Regions from separate parts of the Mus musculus genome. Here region 1 is linked to region 2. Evidence: chromatin contacts called from public HiChIP or PLAC-seq data. All regions are on one chromosome and are shown on one strand. Each heading gives the region's core, a stretch centred on a gene start, on an enhancer-like site or on the middle of the called end of the contact. The rest is flanking DNA. Distances are from core to core; before and after follow the strand shown.

The links. HiChIP or PLAC-seq counts read pairs in DNA pulled down with a chosen protein or histone mark.
Region 1: a contact with region 2 is called in an H3K27ac HiChIP or PLAC-seq map of double positive thymocytes, with 3 times the contacts expected there. The contact joins the promoter of Spsb3 here to the promoter of Wdr90 in region 2. A contact is called at or near these places in 2 of 39 promoter capture datasets (cranial neural crest and embryonic stem cells), 1 of 484 Hi-C or Micro-C datasets (embryonic stem cells), 6 of 115 datasets of contacts at active chromatin or transcription factors (astrocytes, craniofacial prominence, double positive thymocytes and 3 more) and 2 of 9 other capture datasets (adipose tissue and liver).

Annotation. Positions count from the first base shown.
Region 1 is chr17:24,883,300-24,889,405 of GRCm38.p6, reverse strand. Spsb3 (splA/ryanodine receptor domain and SOCS box containing 3) reads right to left here and starts at 2,732. Exons shown (of 7, transcript NM_001163751.1): 1 at 2,646-2,732; 2 at 1,489-1,626. The coding sequence starts at 2,726. It overlaps Nubp2 (nucleotide binding protein 2), which reads left to right and starts at 3,056. Exons shown (of 7, transcript NM_011956.3): 1 at 3,056-3,127; 2 at 3,569-3,687; 3 at 3,789-3,987; 4 at 4,851-5,005; 5 at 5,171-5,281; 6 at 5,531-5,600; 7 at 6,092-6,106. The coding sequence starts at 3,100.
Region 2 is chr17:25,860,110-25,866,076 of GRCm38.p6, reverse strand. Wdr90 (WD repeat domain 90) reads left to right here and starts at 4,562. Exons shown (of 41, transcript NM_001163766.1): 1 at 4,562-4,892; 2 at 4,994-5,170; 3 at 5,260-5,422; 4 at 5,535-5,705; 5 at 5,944-5,967. The coding sequence starts at 4,617. Mcrip2 (MAPK regulated corepressor interacting protein 2) reads left to right here. Exons shown (of 5, transcript NM_026633.3): 3 at 1,356-1,483; 4 at 1,725-1,826; 5 at 2,038-2,379. The coding sequence ends at 2,108.

The sequences.
Region 1 (6,106 bases), core at 1,483-3,982, 970 kb after region 2:
AAGTCTAGAGATGGAGAACCATCATGGTGGATGTATAATATCATGAGAAGTGAAGAAATGTCCAGCAATAGGCAGCCGAGTCGGGACTGAAAACCAACATCCAATTCTGGGTACTGTGTGCTGAAATAGGGGCGTATAACCCACAAGGAGCCAGCCCCAGTTTGGTTAGTCAACGTTAACTAAGGCCACTCCGAAGCCAAACAGACCAGCTCCTTTGCCTGGAGGGAAGGCTCATACCTCAGAGCAGACCTTGTACCCCACTGGCAAAGATGGGATCTTCTAGAGGCAAGGCAGATCCACTGAGTAAGAAGCCAATCTGCCTAGGACAGGAGGAAGGGAGGAGGATGCTCAACCCAACCCAGGCCCAGGAACACCCACAGCTACCTGCCACATGACAGACAACAGGCATGCGTGTGTCACTGTGATGACTGAGGCTGTTTCAGGTGCATCATTAGGAACTGGAGGTGTAGCTGAAAATTTGGGCTGACTCAAGCTCAAAAGCCCCCAAGAAGGGCCTGGGGCACTGCTGACCTAGTAAGTAAATCAAGTTTTCCTTATAATCTGGTGATCCAATGGGCTTCTAGAAGGGAGCCTAACTGTAACCCTAACCCGGCTTCAGAGAGCTGTAACATCAGAGTAGAGGCAGTACAGGGCAGAGCCAGAACACCAGTCTGGTACCAGCAAGTCAGTAGCCACCTACTCCCAGGAGCCAAGTCAGGCACACTGGGCTGGGTATCTACCTTGTGCTCAGAGACTCCAACAAAGGAAGTCTTAGGACATTTGAACTTCAAGAACTATAAATATTATAAAGAAAAATCATGCACTGATGACCCTAAGGGTATCACATGGTAGAGAACTGACTCCAGCGACTCCTGACCTCTACACGTGTGCCCACACACAATAAACTGTCTCACGTCCAAGGCCTGCCTGTGTTACAGTGTGAGACCATTTCTGAAAATAAAACCAGCAGGGATAGTGACACATGCCTTTGATCCCAGCACTTGGGCAGTTCTCTTGAGTTCAAAGCCAGCCAGGTATATACAGAGAAACCCTGTCTCAAAAACCCAAAAAAGATCACAGATCCTATCATATACAACACACATGAAATACAGCATTTGTGTGACAAAAACATCCAGGGTGATCCAAATGGCTCAGCATATGTATGTGTGCTACTGCACGTCACGGACAACCTAAGCTTGCTCCCCAGATACCAAATAAAGGTGTAAGATAGAACACACATACAAGGCTCCTGACCCATTCACTGTGGCACACAATAATAAAATTGGCAGGCCTGGTGAACAAGCATTGTACAGTAACCAGCACTATCCAGAACTTTCGATCCCTGTCTCTTGTCTTGAGGCCTGACATACCTCAGGCTTTACCAGACCAAAAAGCACCACATACCAGGACACAGCTCAGCTGCCTGGCTCAGTGTCTTTTTCACCCAACATAGACACTGGTTATCCCCACCTTGCCACTTCGACCTACCTGCCCATCAGAGTCATAGCCCCAGTTAGAGCTGCCTGCCAGAGCCACAGCCCGGGCATCTGTATCTCGGCGGGCTGCGCTCAGGACGAAATGCCATGCCCTGCTACTCCGTGTACGCCGGGCCATAGTGGAGAGAACCTGGAAAAAAATAACTGTAACTTTAAAGACATGTAATGTATCAATGTCCAAACAAGGCCCAAATCTACACCCCACAACTCTGCCCCCTGCCACTTCTACCTGGCAGCCTAAGCCATGGATCCACCAAAGGCTGGGGACTCCAAGCCCTCAACACTGAGCTCTGAGCTCCAGAAACTCCCACAAGCTCGTACCTGGCTCGAGTATCTGAGCACCTCAATCAAGCCCAGGGCGATGGTGTGAAACACAACCCAGACACCCATGACTTTGGATGTGTCCCAGCCCATCTCTGCATTCTGTTCAGGAGCTGTTGCCCCTCAGGCATTTGACACTTAACTTGCTCCTCCTCCGCGGTCCACTTTGGCAAATGGCATCCACAGCATCCAGTTCCTCATGCCAGAAACACCGCTGTCATCCACTCCTGACACCCCTCCTTGCCATTGGAGACCCCCACCGCTTCCTGCACCACACAACTCCCTCTCACCCATCCGGCTCTGCACACTACAAACTCAGTCTTTGATACAACCTTAAACTCACTGGCTTGACATCGTTCTTGGGACAAAATGAAAGGCTTTGAGAGGTCCGGATCTCCTCTCCCGAGTGGACTGTCTTTGTCTAATAGTCGACTCTGTCCTAGCTGCCTCCTGTCCCCCTGTAGACCCACTGTACTACCCTACCTCGCCCCGGCCATCCACAAAGAAGCCGGGCGGGGCCGCGCACAGCACTCCACAGCAGTTGGGTTGGCTGAGCGCCGTATAAGAACACACAGTAGGAACCCAATGAATGAACCAGAGATGTCCCTGGACGTAGCCACGCTCGGCCTCCGCGGGGCTGAAGGTTGCTTCCCTCGCCAAAGGCTCGCGGATCTCGCCACAGCGATGCCGTCCCTGACGCCTGACTCCGAGGCCCCCGCCCAGACTCCCGAGCGCCACCGCCAGGGAACAACGGGTGGCCGGCTTGACCGCCTGCAAGGTCAACCCGCCGGCCGCCGGGCCTGACCGGGCTGGGCCGGCGCGGCTCACCTGCGGCCAAAAAGCTCCCCCGGCGCTGACCCACTTTCCGTTCCGGCCGCGACGCAAACAATCCCCGCCCCCGCCCTGCATTGGCCCGGCAGCCGAAGGCGGGCTCTATGGCAGCTTCGCGCGGGGGCGGGTCTCGCGAGACAGGACTGCTGTCAAGAGGCTTGCACAAACTGTCAATCCTGAACCAAAGTTTCTATTGGCCCTCGCTAGAGCGGTCAAAAAAAAAAAAAACTTTCGCATGACCATTGGACAAATATAAGGAAGTGTGTCCGTGCCCGTGGCGTCATCATCAGTTGCCAGGATCGGGACCTCCTTGGGTGATCTGATTGGCTGGACGGTGAATGACTAACCTCTCAAAATGAGTAAGGGGCGGGCTCTTGTCACCATTGGTTCAAAGGCTGCGAAAGTTTGGAGAGGAAGCGGAAGAGAGCCGCGAAAAGCAACTAGTAGCGGAATGGAGGCTGCTGCCGGTGAGCGTGCAGGTCGGTCAAACGCGAGGGGTTGGGAAAGTCTGAAGGCGAACCGCGTGCAGGCCCACGCCAAAGCATCCCATGTCCCCTTGTTTACTGAGCTAGCCGAGTGTCGCGATGCACACATCGGCGGTTATATCTGCTCTAAGACCTCAGCCTCACGCCTTTCCGAGAATTGGGGGCCCTGCTTCCCTAGAACTGGAAGTCTCTAGTGTGGAGTCTGCGTTTGTGCGCGGGTGTCGCTTAGCTGTGATCATCTACTCTGTTAGTTTCCTCTGTGTCTGTTAAAATTAGCTGGCAGTTTGAAGTGAGCGTTCACGTGTGCACGTGCCTTCAGTTGCTCCACTTCAGACAGAAGTGAGGCTGAGACAGGTCTGGGGCTTCTAGAAGACCTACCCGCGTGCCTTTGTCTTTGTCGCTCTCTCAGACACCCCAACTCCTGTTTCTCACCAGAACCCGGGAACCTGGCCGGGGTGCGACACATCATCCTTGTTCTTTCTGGAAAGGGTGGCGTTGGGAAAAGCACCATCTCCACGGAGTTGGCCCTGGCTCTGCGCCACCAGGGCAAGAAGGTGAGGCCTGGACCAGGGTTGACACCTGTTTCATTGTTGTCCCTAGCTCCCAACAGGCTTGGCAGACTTCTTTCCACCCCTCAGCATCCTCCTCCTTGCAGGTGGGAATCCTAGATGTGGACCTGTGCGGTCCCAGCATACCACACATGCTCCGTGCACAAGGCAAGGCCGTGCACCAGTGTGACAATGGCTGGGTGCCTGTCTTTGTGGATCAGGAGCAGAGCATCTCCCTTATGTCTGTGGGGTTCCTGCTGGAAAACCCTGATGAGGCCGTGGTGTGGAGAGGTCCCAAGAAACATGGTAAGAACTTAGTGAGAAGCAGTGCTTCCTCCCTTCCTCCAACTCCTCAGTGCCTCTTTACTGAGGCCGCTTTCCCCCATCTCGTGCCTACTGCCATTGGATAAAGCCAGAAGCTGGCCCTGGCCTGTATTGGAGTCTCTTTCCCATTGGAACGCTTCTACTGCGCATAGATGTCCACCCTTCAGGGTATATATACCTCTGGGTTTCTCCCAGCCTCTGGATGGAGAATATGACATGAGACCAAGATCAAGGGAGAAGCTGTGCTCTGCATTTGTTGTGAAGCCATCAGGCACTCCTTAGATAGGAAGGGATCTCCCTTCTGAGAACCCTCCCTACGGGCCCTCACTCAAGCCAAGGGTCTAAGGCCGCACAGTGTGCAGTGGATCCCAGTGCTGAGCTTTAAGCGGGTAACATTGAACCATCCTAGCTGCCATGAGAGACTGCCTGGGAAGAATAACACACTTAGATTTAATGGCTAGCTGTCCTGGATGTGCTGTCAAGGTGCTCGAGCCAGGGCATTTTCTCTGGGCTTGAGGGCACAGATGCCCTTAGAGTCTAGGTTGCATCCTCACCTGGGGCCTCAATGGGAGTTGGCTACACCCCGCCACGTGGAGTGTGCAGACAGTTGAGTGCTAGCAGGTGGTAAGGCTGCTGGAAAGCAAGGCGAGCTTGTGGGACCCCAGAAGCTCTGCCATGTTATCTCGAAGATCAGCGGGCCCTGGCTGCCGTGTGTGGCACATGTCCCCAGGGTTCCCTGGGAGCTGCCCAGAAGCAACTGATGGAGATCCTGGGCTGGACAAGATGGGCCTTTCCTTTCCTAACCCTTTCTCAGGGATTACTGCTGGGCTTTGGGGTCTTTGCAGCACTGATAAAGCAGTTTGTGTCTGACGTGGCCTGGGGGCAGCTGGATTATCTGGTTGTGGACACACCTCCAGGGACCTCTGATGAGCACATGGCCACTATGGAAGCCCTGCGCCCCTACAGGCCCCTTGGGGCTCTTGTAGTCACCACACCACAGGTACTACTGGCAACTCTTCCAACCCTACCTGGGCATGGGTGTCTGTGTCTGTCTGTGTATCTGTCTATCCACCCTGGTTGAGCTTGGAATGGACTGTAGTGGGCCATGTTCTCTGCTTGATTCTTGCCTCATCTGTGGCTGACTGGCCCCTCCTCTGATCCACAGGCGGTGTCTATTGGGGATGTGAGGCGGGAGCTGACCTTCTGTAAGAAGACTGGGCTGCAGGTGATAGGGGTCATAGAGAACATGAGCGGCTTCACCTGCCCACACTGCGCTGTGAGTCTTAGAAGATGGGTGGGCATCTTTCAAGGTCTGAGGGAGGACAAGACAGGTCAGGTAGTCAGGGACTTTGAGAAAGTAGGTCTCTTGTCCACAGGTCCCAGTGTCAGGTAAGTAACTTTGTGGATAGAGAAGACATTCTTACTGGGCGTTCTTCCTGGACCACTTGTGGGTCTTACCCTAGCTACGGGTCTCATCATGGTGAGTGGGTCTGCGAGCTGGACCCTCACAGCCCTTGTCTCCTAGGAGTGCACCAATGTCTTCTCCAGCGGCAGTGGGGAGGAGCTGGCCCGGCTGGCTGGAGTTCCCTTTTTAGGTGAGTGTCAGGAGCAGGCCATCTGGGGCCCCAACTTCCACCTACGGGGCTTCTCCATGAGTCTGACTGGTGTGGTGGGCCTCCCTTCTATATAAGAGCCCAATCTGAGGTTTCTCTGGGCTGCCCAACACCCAGCTACATTTCTGGGAGTGTGTGTGTGTGTGTGTCAAGAATACCAGGCTCCTACCACTTGTACCACATTGTTCCCTATGGGAGGTCATGGAGAGCCAAGCTTGAGTTTCTGACAAATGAGTGGTCAGCTGACACTCCTTACCTGCTTCAGGCTCTTGCTAGGCCTCCTCTTGTTTGTGCATTAAGGAAGGGGTTGTGGGTGTGCGCATGCACAGTGTCCATGGGGAGATGAGATTGTGAGGTCTGCTATCTCCTGCCATGTAGGTCCTGGATATGAAACCTGGCTTATCACACTTGGCCGAAGCACCTTTACCCAGTGAGCCATTTTGTCAGCCTTTTCCTGGCCTTTGTCATTGCAGGCTCTGTCCCCCTGG
Region 2 (5,967 bases), core at 3,313-5,812:
AGCTCGCTCGCATTGAGCTTCAGCCCTTTCGGGGGCAGAGGTGGTTGCAGGCAAGGGGGTGGGGGTTTCCATTTGGAATGCCTTTATGCACCGGGGCATGGTGGCTTGAGCCTTTAATCCCAGTACTTGGGAGGCAGAGGCAGGCATATTTCTGAGTTTGAGGACAGCCAGGTCTACAGAGTGAGTTCCAGGACAGCCAGGACCACACAGAGAGACCCTGTCTAGAAAAAAATAAAAATGCCTTTATGCCCTCTAGTTTACCAAATACACAGGTACCCGTGGGTTTGGGAGGAGTCCTGCCTCCTCTGGTCTCCACTGGCACATCTAAAATTTTCTGTAGCCACCAGACCTGGCCAGACCTGGGGCTGGCAGGACCCTGTACCCCTCAAGACCCTCCTCTTTATTTTAGTGCCCCTCTCACCTGAGGAGGAACCCAGAGCGGCGTGGGGCACCTGAGCCCAGGAAGGCGAGCAGGCCTGCCGGGACCGCGAGTGCCTGGCGGAGTGGCAGGTGCAGCCCAGGACTCCCACCTCCTACTGTAGGTGCGGCCCCATTCCCTCCGTGGCCCCACCCCAGGCTTCACGAGCACAGGGCTTGGTCAGTTGCCGCCAGTCAACAGAGATGGCACATTACTGCCCTGTACTGCCCTGCACTGCCCTGCCCTGCCCTGGGCCTGCTTGGCCTCACCCCTGGGCCTACACCCCTTGATATAGAGTACAGCACAGGGTTATGGGGTGGGGGAGCATCTCATTCAATTTGCCCCTTTTCTCTTGCCTTGAGGAGTGGGTCAGGCTTAAGGTCATGTTTTTCCCAAAGAGACAGCCCAGCATTTTGTGTTCCTCTCCCAGGGGTCTGGGGGCAGCCGGGGACAGGGACGAGTAAACGCCGATCCATCCTTGTTTGGTCTGTGTTCAACAGTGGGGGGTGTCATTGAGGACATCTCTAGAAGAAGGGGACTATGCTTGATGGGTGGAGATGGCAAAAGGTTCTGATCATGTTGAGGTCTGACCCAGACTGCTGGAAGCCTGCCTGGTGGGGATTGGGAGTGCAGAGGAGTGGTCTCTGGGACCCCTGCTGAAGGTCTGGATACAGAGCTGGACTCTTTCTGACTTGCAATCACTCACCTTCCCTGGGCCCAGAGCTACAGAGCTGAGCTGCAGTCAGCTCAGGGTCTGAAAGCAGAGAGGCCTTGTTTCGAAGCAGCTAAGGGCAGCTGCTCTGGTTAAGGAAGGGTCTAGTTTGGGCCTGGGCCTATGCAGGTGCAGTGGGTATGTACCAGGGCCGCTCTTGAACCCTGCAAGGTAGCTCCTGGACATGGCTGGTGCCAACTGTATCTCTCTCCTACCCTCCCACAGTTCTGGGCCAAGACTTGTATTCAATCGAGTAAACGGCCGGCGACCCCTCACCACCTCCCCATCCCTCGAGGGGACCCAAGAGACCTACACAGTGGCCCACGAGGAGAACGTCCGATTTGTGTCCGAAGGTAGTAAGGGACCAGGGGGTGTGGCTCAGGCCACAGAATTCCAGTACTGTGGCCATGGCTTGGCCTTGTCCTTCCCCACAATACCCTGACTCCTAGCAGGTCACGGGCTAGACTTTTCCTTGGCTCTCTGCCTGGTCATGTCCATTCCTTGAGCTGGGCTGGAGTGCAAGGTGGCCCCCAGGTGCTGGGGTGGGAGGGACACCAGGGGCCCGGTTCATTCTAACTGTTCCTTCCCCCACAGCCTGGCAGCAGGTAGAGCGACAACTGGATGGCGGCCCTGCCGATGAGAGTGGCCCACGGCCTGTGCAGTATGTGGAGAGCACTCCTGATCCCCGGCTACAGAGTGAGCCTTCTCCTATGCCTCAAATCCCTAAAGAACCCTCTATACCAGGTAGCCTCAGGTAGTTGGGGAAGGAGGTGCTGGGTCAGAGTCTCCTGTTTTCCATTAATTGCTGTGCTTAGAGTCCAGATTAGGGGGTGTGATCAGCTAGAGGGCAGAGGTACCAGCCAGCTTGAAAAGCAGCATCACTGCCTGACATTTATTCTACCCACAGACTTTGTACCTATTGACCTCGATGAGTGGTGGGCACAGCAGTTTCTGGCTAAAATCACCAACTGTTCCTAGCAGCTGTCCGGGAAGGAATGTTGCCATAGTGGACCCTTTGCCAGAAGAGGACCATGGTGCGCCGATCCACCTTGTGGCCTGGCTGGGTACCGGCCACACCTGAAGTGCCAACATTTGGACTTTTGCACCTGTTGTTCCCTTGGCTTGGCTGTCCCAAGCTGCCAGAGCCAGGGGCCAAACCTGTCTAACCTCAGTCCTGCTCACTGTGCCCAGGGACCAGCCCCTGGGGCTGGCAGGGAGGAGTTCAGGCTAATAAAGTTGAGAAACTGCCCTTTCGGGTGTTGGTGATTGGTGAATGGTGGGGGATGTGTGTTGGGGCCACGAGTCTACTAGTTCTCAGTCTCAGCTTCTAGCCTCCCCTAACACTTTGTGATACTCGGAATTGAACTGAGGGTCTCACACAGGCTAGGTATCTGTTCTACTGACCTACTGACCTATATCCTCTGCCTTCTGTTTACTACTACTTCTTCCTCTTCTTCTTTGTTTTTTTTGTTTTGTTTTTTGTTTTTTTGGTTTTTTTTGTTTTGTTTTTTTGTTTTGTTTTTTTGGTTTGGTTTTCAAGACAGGGTTTCTCTGTATAGCCCTGGCTGTCCTGGAACTCACTTTGTAGACCAGGCTGTCCTCGAACTCAGAAATTCGCCTGCCTCTGCCTCCCGAGTGCTGGGATTAAAGGCATGTGCCACCATGCCCGGCCCTCTTCTTCTTTTGAAACAGCATCTCAGTGTGTAATCCTGGTTTACCTGCAGTTTGCTATGTAGATTAGTCTAGCCTTGAGTCCACAGAGACCTGCCTTCCTCTGCTTCCTAAGTGCTGGAATAAAGACATGTGCCACTAGCCTGGAACTTTTGATCCTCCTGCCTCCCCAGTAGCTGGGATTATAGACTGGCTTGCAGTATCCCCCTCCTAGTCACAACCTCTTTACTCTTGGACTAGAAGAAGTTAAGCTTTGTCCAGCTCTGTTTTTTTTTTTGTTTTTGTTTTTTTTTTTTGTTTTTTTTTTTGAGACAGGTGGCTGGCTGGCCTGGAACTCACAGAGTGTTGGGATTAAAGACATGCCCCACCATGCTGCGATAACTAGGGTGATGAGGTCCTTGACCAGCTCATTTTGGAAATATGTAGTTTCAAGCTGTCTCATCTGAATCCACTACCTCTTTTTCTTGACAATGGCCAAAGTCAGACCCAAGACCCAGGTGATACTGGAGTGAGATATAGGAAAGAGTTTGTTTTCTCTGCCGATTAAAGAATTAAAAGGAAGAAATCTTGGTGATACTGGAGAAATCAAGGTCCCCTCTTGGGGTTCTTAAGTTTCATTAATATATGGATTTTAAACGGCCAGGCAGGAGGATCTCTGAGTTCAAGGCCAGCCTGCTCCCACATAGTGAGTTCTGGGACAGCCAGGACTACACAGAGATATTCTGTCTCAAAAAGACAGACAGAAAGAGACAAGAAAGAGAATGGCCACAAACAAGCTCAAGGACAAAACCAGACTGAAATAGAAGTTTGGGAATTTATTAGCCTTTAAAGGGAAAACCCCAAGGCAGGCAGCTATAAATGTTCTAAACTGCTGTGGGGGAAGGAAGAAGAAAAGCTTTGCTCTTAGAGATAAGGTCAGCTACCTTGCAGAAGGGCCTCTGAAGGGAATGGCTGGCCCAGGCCTTTAATCCCTGAACTACAGAGGCTGGAGCTGTGAGTTCAAAGTTATCCTGATCTACATAGCAAGTTCTAGGACAGCCAGGATTACATAGATTCCGTCTAAAAGGGAAAAAAAAAAGTTGAGCAAGGAACCCAGTGCATTAGTTAACAGGATTAATCCTTAGGAGAAGACAGAGCATGTCTGGGAGGCAAAGTCCATTCTCCACCAGGACTTAGCTGGAATAGAATCCTAGCCCTCGACTGCAGGACCTTCTCTCTCAAGCTGGAGGTCTGCTGTAGTATACTGGGAAAATGCCTCAAGGGTCTTTGGGTATATGTTGAACCTGTGGTGATGTGGTTATCTGAAAGCTGCACCCCAGTGGGCACAGGGACCTTACTCTCCTGAAGCAGGGAGACCCAGAGTACCCTGGATGCTGATCAGATACCTCCACACAGTTAGAAAGCAGAGATGAGGCCCAGCCTGGGTGGACCGTGGATGTGGACAGGTCTCAGCATGACCTTTCTGGCTCACATACAGAAAAAAAGGTTCAGCTCTCAAAACAAAACCGGAGGCCTCTGAGAGAGTCAGCGACCACGGCTACTTAGCACAGTTCCCTGCACAGTGCTGAGGCCCCGGCTGGGCGAGGCCGCAAAGCCCCAAGCAGGAGGCAACAGCGGTGGAAGTGGGCAGGGCGAGCCCACGCAAGACCTAGGGGCCTGCTAGGTGCCCAGGACCACGCAGCAGCGGGATATTTGTGCGTTGCTGCAGCGGCGACGGAAGTGACGCGCGTTGCCAGGAGGCTGTTGCTAGGCGCCGTGCTATGTGTTTTGCGTAAGACAGCGTCAGCTGAGGCGGGAAGCGCGAGCTGTAGCGCCATGGCCGGAGGTAGCGGCGCGCGCGAGACGCGCTGTCGTCAGGGCTCGCGTCCCGGGAGTCCCGGGTCCGAGGTCCCCGCCGCGTCAGTGACTGGACCTCGTGCAGAAGCCCGTCCCGCGGGCGGAGGTGGAGGGTCGCGGCGCGCTGCCCCAGATCGGTGCTCAGGCGGCGTCCCTTCTGCAGCCTGGCAGCACCCTTTCCTCAATGTATTCAGACATTTCAGGGTGGATGAGTGGAAACGGTCCAGCAAAGAGGGAGATGTGGCTGTGGTGACGGTACTGGCCGCGGGGTCCTTCCTGCTCCTGAGAAATCTCCCAGTGGGCACTGTGACTGTCCTCCAGTTTTGCGCCTGTTTGCAGCACCTCTCTCTTTCTAGGACAAGGTCCTGAAGAGCGCTGTGTATCGCATCCGTGGGTCTGTATCTGCCAGCAACTACATCCAGCTCCCCAGAACTAGCACCCAGTCTCTGGGGCTGACTGGGCGGTACCTGTATGTGCTTTTCCGGCCTGTGCCTACCAAGCACTTTGTCATCCACCTGGACGTGTCCACCGAGGTGCCCAGCTTGGAAGGAGGGCTGGGTGTCTATTGCTGCTTTCCCACCGTGCCATAATCTCCTTCTAATGGCCTCGCTCTGCCTCATAGGACGGCCAGGTCATCCGTGTGTCTTTCTCCAACCTCTTTAAGGAGTTCAAGTCCTCCACAACGTGGCTTCAGTTCCCCTTTGTCTTCGAGACTAAGACACCCAGGAGAGGTGGTGACATTTGGTCCAAGAGGGACGGCTTGAATGAAGGCCTAAAACGGGATGGTACAGGCCCAACTGGGCATGTGCTTCTGTGTGGCCCTGAGGATAGCTAGGGGATGGGGCTGAGAGGGGTTGCAACAAAATGGTAGGTGCTGACCTCGCACGTGTCCTGCAGACCTGGCAGGTGTAGCTCTTCCTCGTGCCCGCTGGACCTGCCTACAGCTGGACCTGCGTGACATCCTGATGTTCTACCTGGGCAGGCACTATAGTCATCTCAAGAGCATCAGGCTGTGTGCCAGCCTGCTAGTCAGAAACCTCTACACCAGTGATCTGTGCTTTGACCCTGGTGAGGCCCACACTTCATGCCCCATCCCAGTCAGAAGGCTAGAACCCTCCCGCTAGCTGGCAGATAAGAACCACTTACCAATTTCAGAGGAGAGCCATGCACCAGGGCTCCCAGCTCCAGGAAGAGCATTGGGGTGGGTTGGTTGGTGGAGTGGCAGATACTTGGTAATGCATGTTGCCTGGGGTGGGAAGGGATAGGACAAATGTCCCTTGATCTAGAACAGTCCTGCTCATTGTAGCTGTCACTGTCACTGAGGCCCGGC